2 separate regions of the Mustela erminea genome follow, and region 1 is linked to region 2. A link is a contact called in public Hi-C data. All regions are on one chromosome and are shown on one strand. Each heading gives the region's core, a stretch centred on a gene start, on an enhancer-like site or on the middle of the called end of the contact. The rest is flanking DNA. Distances are from core to core; before and after follow the strand shown.

Region 1 (4,450 bases), core at 1,742-4,241, 190 kb before region 2:
AGCCTAATATAGTATATGATTCAACACATAAATGGAAATAAATTATTTCAAATTTACAAAATCATGATTCATGACCTTCAGCCACTCAACTACCTTAAGTTTGCATAAGACCAGCATGAACACGAGCATTTAGAGAATATCCACTACACTTGACACTAGGCACACAAAGATAGAGTAAGACATGGCTTGGGGTGCCTGGGTGGCTCAGTGGGTGAAGCCTCTGCCTTCAGCTCAGGTCATGGTCCCAGGGTCCTGGGATCGAGCCCCATATCGGGCTCTCTGCTCAGAGGGGAGCCTGCATCCTCTTCTCTCTGCCTGCTGCTCTGCCTATTTGAGATTTCTCTCTCTCTGTGTTAAATAAAAAATAAAAATCTTTAAAAAAAAGAGAGAGAGAGTAAGATATGGTCTTTCACGAAGCCCCCACCAAGCAAAGTGCACAGAAGCCAAAAAGTATTTATTTACTAAATGCCTAGACACTGTGGTGTTTAGCAAGAACTTCAGGACTTCGGCATTTGAGGCCCACTAAGAAAAGTGATGCTGCCTGGGAATACTGGAATTCAGTTACTACATGTGTAGAGCACCTTTCTTCCTCATTAACATCAAGGTTATATACACCACAGTCTTAAACACACAGACTTTTAAAATGCCAATCTCCTGGAATCAAAACAGACTATCTGAATCAAGAATATGAACAAACATTCTTGAAGTGAAAATAATTACTAATTTCAAACAACCTGGAAAGTACTGTTTTCAACTGATAAACTACAGCATGTCCTAATTATAAATAATCTATATCATTTGTATCTAATGGGTCCAAACACAAATTAAGGCATATAGTCAGAAAAAAGAACAAATAAAATTTAGTAATTACTAGACTTTTTAAAAAATAACATAGTCAAAACAAATTTTGGTATAAAAATATTCATTGAGGAGGTCTGAATTATATACTTAAGTGTTCAGTTAATTAAGTCAACTAGTTCTATTCAACTCCTGTTGAAAATCTTCAAGAAACTTTCTTTAATTTCTCCCTGTAAAATAATGGGGTTGGATTTAACTGTGAAAGTCTCTTACAAAAAAAAAATTTCTGTACTTCTGTGGTATGTAAGATTAAAATGTCAACAGGATTTCAAAACAGGAGTAAAGAAGCCATCTTAACTTCTCAAACGGATAATGCTAAAAATTCATTTTCCTATTTTTATCTCAGTATCACGGTTCAGATTTTACCTATTCAGTTTACAAGTTTGTCGAAGAAAGTTGCATGATTCAAAAGGTACCCCTCCAACCCTCAATACTAACACTGTTTCATCAAATACAAGATCCAAAGGAAAATGTATAAGAAAGTGAGAGCTAAGGAGAATCTACTCCTATCGGACGTGGGATGCACTAATTAAAATTCAATATAGCGCTTGGTAGGTCTGTGGGTTTCTACATGAAACTACTGCCACGCTTTAGCTTAAGGTTAAACGGGCTAGCAGAATGCAATAAAATGGCTCTACTGAATTATTCTGAACTTCTTTTTAGCACCTCCTTTACCTGAGCACTACACTGAGTCCTACAGGGGTAGGACCAAACCACCAAGGTGAGCCACACCACTGGAGGGCTGCGCTGTGAAACCCACCTCTCGCGGAAAATCACCGTCAACTCAACGTTTTCCATTTCATTCGGTGATACAGGTGGAGGAAAAAGTGTAAAGCCTTCTCTTTGAACCTCCCATCACACTGCCTCGAGGCGCTAATGTAAGAATTATCTCAAAGATAATCTAATGCAGTACAGTTCTCAGAAGATTCTAAAAGTTGTATTTGCGAGAGAGAGAGAGAGAGAACTCCCTCAGGCCTAAAGGTTAAATTGTGGCGTACTGCAACTTCGCGGCAGAGTACGTGGCTAGACTCAAAAGGCTTAAGAGAACCTTTCCACCGAACAGTTAGCCCGCATCACGATCAAAATAAGTGTATGTCCGATCCTCACAGGAGGGATAGGGCAAGGGGCGAGTGAGGTCTTTCATTTCAGCTGACCGAGAGGCCGAGGGGCTGGCGAGAGCAGGAAAGTAAAAGCAATAAAGGGGACAGCCGCAAAGCAAAGGTTCCCCTCAGGAAGGCCCGGAGGCGCGTGTGGCGAGGGACCCCGCCTCGCAGTCCCGTGGTCGGCAGGAGGCCCCTCCGCCTACTCCGGCCAACCCCTACTTCCCCCCGCGCGAGAGTAACGAGCCCCCAGCCCGCCCCTCGCCTGCCGCAGGAGGAGGCGGCGACACGCCGGGTCCCTAGAAGCTACCACACACCAAGCGCAGAACTCAAAAAAACTAAATCAGAAAATGGCCAGCCTACAGGACTGAAATGCAGCGGCCGGTGTTCCCGGCTCCACGGACCAGGCGGACGGCGGCGCGAGGAACGCAGCGCGTGCGCTCGGGAAGCGCGCCGCCCGCGCGGCCCTCAGCCCCGCCCCCCCCACCCCCGGCTCTCCGCGCCGCCGCCGCCGCCGCCGCCGTCGCTGCTGCTGCCGCCGCCACTGCCCCTCTGGGAACTTCGCGCCGCGCGGCCCCGCGAGGCGGGCGTCGGGGAGGGAAGGGGAGGGGCCGCGCTCCCCGCCTCCCCTCCGGCCCGCGCGGCTCCCCAGCCCGGAGCCTACTCACCTCCTCCTCCTCCTCCTTGTCTCTCCCTCCTGGCCACCGGCGCGGCCCAGCCGGCGACGCGCTGACGCCGTGCCCCTCCCCCGCCGCCGCCGTCGCCGCCACCGCCGCCGCCGCCCCTCCCGGCCTGCGGCCGCTGCGGCCTTCGGGCGCGTCAGGCGCAGGCCCCGCCCTTTGGTCCGCCCACGCGCCTGAGACTCCGCCCACTGCGCGGTCGGGACGGCGGGAGCGCGGGGTCCCTGAGTCAGCGCGGATCCCGCCCGCGCGCGCCTAGTAGTGTTGGTTCACGGACCCCGCTCCTCTTCTCACCTACCGAGGGCTTCGCTTCACTTCTCCCCCCGCCCCGCGCGCCCTTTCCCCCTTTCCATCTCTTCATCAATACCCCTCTCTGCCTCTTCAGATTTTTGTACTCTTTCTCTAACCCTCTAGTCTTGTTCTAAGCTCGTATTGGCTCCTTCTCTTTCCTTCCGGACGGTCTTCGCTGCTCACTAGGTCGGCCTCGGCTTCCTCCTGCAGTTTTCCTGCCGGTTCTTCCTGCCTCCGTTCCTCTCCCTGGCCTGCTGGGGCGTCCGGGCCTCCGCGGGTTGCCGGCCTGTTCCCTTCCACCTGTACCTGCGCTGCAGCTCTCACGTCTGCTTTGCTTCCGCGTCCTAACTTCCCTCTGAGCAGGCTCACGCTTTCCTTTACCTACAGTTTGTCTGTCCTTTCGGTTCTGACTCCTCCACACACTTAAGATGCATTTTGGCTATTCAACAATTGCTTGTCCACACTTAGATGAAGAAAATCACATGGAGGAATTAAAACGCACAAAGCAAAGCGATAGCAGTGGTCACCATCTTTCAGCTGCATGGTTGTCTCTACGTTGTCATTGGGATACTGTATTGACTCTTAAATTTAAAAGCTTAAAATTCACAAATTTTGGATGTTTTTCTCTGCAACCTAACCTCACTTTTTTTTTTTTTTTTTTTTTTTTTTTACGTAGTAGAAGGAGCACCAGGACCTTTTAGTTTTCGTTTTCTTGCCTGTAAAGTGAGGAATTTGTCCCTTCTGCATTTAGATTTCTGTGATCCTGAATTAAAGGGGTTTGTATTTGGAAGGAGCTCGTAGGTTAAATGAGTCAGGAGAAGGCAAACAATGTACATGTAACTGAAAGTCTGGTGGTTTCACTTTTAAAACTGCAACTTGGAAGAGTTAGGGTGTGATGTGGAAATGAGTTAAGGAATCAAGGAAAATGATTAGGTCTTTGGAGTTACATCCACAAGTTGTTTTAAATTATGTGAGTAAACATTATTATCCTTAAACTGAAGAGTTAAAACTATCTTCCATTCTAAACAAAATCCGGACTCTACATGGACCTTCAAAGTTTAAAACCATTGTTGTATTGAACAACAACATTACAAACATGTGAAAGCCTAATAAACCATCTGTCCGTCTGCTTTAACACAAATTGGGAAAAAGAAAAGTGTAAATGCCAAAAGCTGAAAGCAAAGTTGCTAACTACACATGAAACTAATAAATCCTATCACACAGAGCAAGTGTATGAAAAACTCTAAAGACTGTGGCCTCCATTTCATTCTTTAGATATAGAATCATGTAATTTTATAATTGAATTATCTAGTCCTTAATATCATCTGGAGTCTAAACTTTATATTTTACAAATGAAGAATTGAAGCCCAAAGAGGGTAAATTGTTTGCTCAATATTACCCAGATTAATTGGAAATGAAGCCAGTATTCAGGCTCAGATTTCCTGTTTCACAGACCTGCCAGCATCTGGCTTATACTTACTTACCAGTTACCCAAAGTTTCTCAACATCAGAAGTCTTTGC
Region 2 (4,441 bases), core at 568-3,067:
AGAGAGGCGCTGCATTTTTTCAGCTGAAACTGTCAAAACTTGGAGAAGGGGAACCTCGGAGGCAGGCAGGAGAGGAGGAGAATCCCGAAACTCGGTGGAGGTTGGGAAGATGCTGTGCCTCGAGGATTAGTTTAAACAGGGGCTATAAAAGATGTAACAGATGCAAACTGTAACACAAGGGCCATTAACCCTTTCTCTGCCGAGCACACTCAGTCCCCACGCCCCGCACCTATTGTCTCCTGTGCTAGAAGCTTTGCAGAAAACCTGGAAAGTGAGTATCAGTTTCCACACATTTGCTGAGAGGGGTGGGGGGGGGGTGCTGTGCGTAGAGAAGGGGAAGTGGATGATTTAGAAAGCACCTTGAATTTAACCTAGGCATAGTGGGTGACTTTTAAGTTTGACACATTTTGTCATTTCTTGGCTCTCCTATTGATTGGAAATTGTTGGGAAAAATCCTGAAATAAGGAAATGGTCACACAAGTGTCTGGGATGAAACAGCTGGCCTGTCTGTATTCATGCTGAGACTTACACACGATTGCATATAAATACATGTTTAATAAAGTAAGCTGCTAGTTTTATGAGCATGTGTGCGTGTGAGGGAGAGACAGGGCATTTGTGCTGTAAACTTTATCTTTGCCTGTTATTTCTAACTCTGGAGTTAGTAATCTTGCCTTCATCATTATAGGGGGAGCATGTAAAATATATAAGTAGGTGAAAGCTAAACACATTCATGTTAGCCGGGCACATCACTGTTCCTGGGAACTCCAGCTATCTCTCTCGACTTTTCAGTGCCAAAGTATGGAATGGGATATGTGTGTGCATGTGTGTCCTGTTAAATCCATGTCTGTAAGACTTTGCCATTTAAAATACAATTTCAAAAGTTACCCTCAATTTAAAACTCTGATATCCTGACAGCAGCTTTCTTCCCAGCTGTAGTGACCCCCCCCCCCCACATACACTTTGGTAAACGACTCAAGTTCCATGAGGACTTTCACTTCTTTATTTATCATCACAGAAGTGAGGTGTTACTTCACATACATACACACACAAAGAATAAAATAAAGAAATGAAACTCGCTAAGCAGACAAAAACAGGCAACTTTCTGCTTAGAAAACAGCCTTCTCCTGTGGGAGAGGATGCACTGCCATATCTAAGAGAAAGACTTGCCCCTGAATTTGGTAGGTTTGTATCGATCAAGTTTTGTAATTATTAACAGGTATTTGCCAAGTTTTAATTGCTGAATACAATGAATTGGAACTAGATGCAAAAATAGAGCAGAATCTCTCCCCTTGAAGAGTTTTCATTCCATCATGTAGTTCTCAATAAAACTTTTCCTAGGCTAGGTAGCAAAGGGCACCTTTGGTTACCTGAATGGACAGGTACAGGGCAAATTATCTAGGTGAGGAAAAAGGAGAGAAAAGGAAGGAGAGACAGCGGGAGTGCCAGAGAAATCGAAGAAGTCACTCTTGGGAAAAGCTTGCCATAAAGGAGCTAAACCCACCTGAAATTCCTGCCCACAGACACTCCTTCTCACTTCAGACTCACATCCCCACTTAAAAGGAGAAAAATCATAAAAGGACGGTGGGGGATGACCATACCAAAAAGGAATAAAAAGAGAGAAAAGGGGAAAAAAAAACCTACCTGCGAAGTCTTGTTTGTAGTTTTGGCCAGAAATGGTGAGAAGAAAAAGCATGAAGAAGCCGCGAAGTGTGGGGGAGAAAAAGGTGGAAGCGAAGAAACAGCTCCCGGAGCAAACTGTACAAAACCTCGCCAAGAGTGTCGGGAGGCAGGACCGTTATTCCTGCGGAGCAGGTTAGAACTGATCTCTTTCGGCCACTCCAGGAAACACAAACCTGGGGACGGACTGACGTGTTACGCCTCTTCTAATGACATTTTTTTCTTTTTCTTTTCTGTAGGAGAGAGAGGAGAGACCCTGAAACACGCGCCACCTATCTTTGTGGGGAGGGATAATTGAAGCGCCCTGAGCGTGAGCATCATGTGAAAACGTGATCGCCAAGTTTCTCTCTGGGAAAGGATCTGGGATAGATTATACCTTGAAGTCTCCGCAAACGCTTTAGTGGAAGAAATGAAATTCCACCTCCCTCCCTTCCTCTCTCCCTCCCTCTCGCCTCCCTCCCTCCCTCCCTTCTCCACGCCCCCCCCCCCCCCCCCCCCCCCCCCCACCCCCCCCCCCGTCAAGCCTTTGGCATCATTATCCTCATCACTAAATCCTACAGAGTACAGGGCGGAAAGCGGTGCACACCATTCACAGAACTGGAGAACTCTTAGGGGCGAAAGTTAAAGGGAAAGATCCCGGGTCCTCAATCCTGATCGCCTCTTCTTAGACAGATATTTCTAATGACCAGATTTGAGATGCACATTAAGTTGTGTGGATTTCTCAGCACGTCTTCTGGAACTAAATTCTTTGCCCTTTTTCTTATTTATTTATTTTTTTCTTTTTAGATGGCAGAGCCAGAAAAAAAAAAAAAAAAACTGCACGTGAATTGCCTCTTAGGGTGTGTGTGTTGGGGTGTGTGTATGGTGAATTTCTGGATTAGATCCCAATACTAAAAAGTAGTTTGGCATTTTAAAAAAGGGTCTCTAAGTAAATTAACATAGAGCACTGGGTTGACTGATCTCTGAATCCCTCTACATCTCACGGAGACCTCACTACAAACTGAGGGAGTGTGTGTAGGAAGAAAAGGAGAAAGGCCATAGAGGAACTTAGCAGGGAAGGAAGAGCATAATATTAAACGGTATGGGGTCTAAGTTTTGGGATATATATTTTTTTGATATTGCAATTAAAGTAAAATTAAAAAGAAAAGACTCCACCTTTGCTCTGAAGGGATTGGTTATGTAAATATGGAAGGGATTTCCTGGAGAATACAGCTTTCTACTGTATGGTTAATTAAATAATCACTCAAAAGCTTCCAACGTGACGCTTCTGTCGTAATCCAATCAGGTTACATAGGTCCTAAACAAGAAAGATATTTTCCACATCTGGAAGTCAGCAATTTAGCAAGTACTGCACATTATTAACCAATTCAGAGCCCACTTCCCAGGGGAATTTTTTTTGAAGTTTAAGTGTTCTTAACCAATGCTCTGCTGTTTTGTTAATCAAAAAGCTGGTTTACACTGCACGTAATTGGAACTAATATAGAAGTAAATAAAGACAGCCAAATTTGAGGATGCTGAGCACAGGCATTTATCGGAAAAGGAAGAAATCTCTTAGCCTCCAATGGTTCAGGCTCAATTTCTTAAAGAACTGTGAGACTTTTTTTTTTTTTTTTTTTGAAGAGTGAAAGTGCTTGAGAACCTCAGAACACAAACTTCTAGTCCCACACAGCCTTTGGACTTCTAGCAAAGGTAAAGGTGGAGGTGTTAAAGAGGACTAAACAACCTCACGCCAGCTTTTCTGCTTTAATATTGTTAGTGTCACAGCCCCCTGTTTTCAGTCTGATGAAATCTGAGACAAACAATACCCTGATCCAACACCAGACTTTTACTTATATTAAGATAAACTGCTTTGAATTGTGCTTTGAATGTGTGCCTAAAGCAAGACTTTGAATTCAGGAGTCACTTGCAATTGTACTCAGAGGAGGGGAAAGCCACCACAGGGGTAGTCACATCCACACTCCCAGAGGTGCATGTCTTTGTATTTTGTATGGGGGGGGGGGCGCGCAAAAGCTATCCAGCATGACCACAGCCACTTCTTACTTTAAGTTGCAAGCAAGTAAATTTTCACAGTTGTTTACAGACTCACCTCTCTCCCAACTTGAGTAGTACAATGAGAATAACTAGATAAATTAATCTTCTTCCCCACCCCATTACAGATAATTTACCTATAGAAGAGGCGCATTCAAGATCATCAGTCTAAAAGTGAATTATAAAAAAAAGGAAAATTAATGATTTCCAATATGGACCAGACATATTTTAAATATTATGTTTTACATTACTTGTAATAGTACATACTAAATCTATGTATGATTTATCAAATTCCTCCTCTGAGATTTCTCTATATTGTTAATGTCCTTTTTTCTTCCTCTTCCCACTTTCCCCTCCTTTTTATTAAAAAAAAAAATGGAATCCAGCTTTCTCTAGAAGTTTGCTTTTCAGTCTCCCCACTTCCATTCCCATGGAAGAAGGATTCCATTCATTGCAAGGACTGATTCCAGTCAAGATCCCACTCACTGCATTAGCCCAGGTAGTCATTGGATGATGGTTCCACTCGCAGACACTCTTAGCAAAACCTCAGGTCAAAGGGTCCAAGGGAAGGGCTAACAAATCACTTGTCTTTATTATGTATATTAGTGTCAGGTTACTTAGGATCTGGCTGGAGAGAGAGAGAGAGAGAGAGAGAGAGAGAGAGAGAGACTCGAGTATTTCCATTAAAAACACCTAATCATCTGATTGCTCTGGGCTCAGTAATTGTTGAAGTGGC

Evidence for each region. Hi-C and Micro-C count contacts between places; a contact is called where the count stands out from the background.
Region 1: a contact with region 2 is called in a Hi-C map of spleen, with 4 times the contacts expected there. The contact joins the promoter of GTDC1 here to the promoter of ZEB2 in region 2. A contact is called at or near these places in 3 of 3 Hi-C or Micro-C datasets (fibroblasts, skeletal muscle and spleen).

Annotation. Positions count from the first base shown.
Region 1 is chr8:85,991,804-85,996,253 of mMusErm1.Pri, reverse strand. GTDC1 (glycosyltransferase-like domain-containing protein 1) reads right to left here and starts at 2,991. Exons shown (of 16, transcript XM_032356202.1): 1 at 2,627-2,991. LOC116597089 (homeobox protein cut-like 1) reads right to left here. Exons shown (of 4, transcript XM_032354341.1): 1 at 4,414-4,450; 2 at 2,322-2,621.
Region 2 is chr8:85,801,088-85,805,528 of mMusErm1.Pri, reverse strand. ZEB2 (zinc finger E-box-binding homeobox 2) reads right to left here and starts at 1,817. Exons shown (of 11, transcript XM_032356191.1): 1 at 1,642-1,817.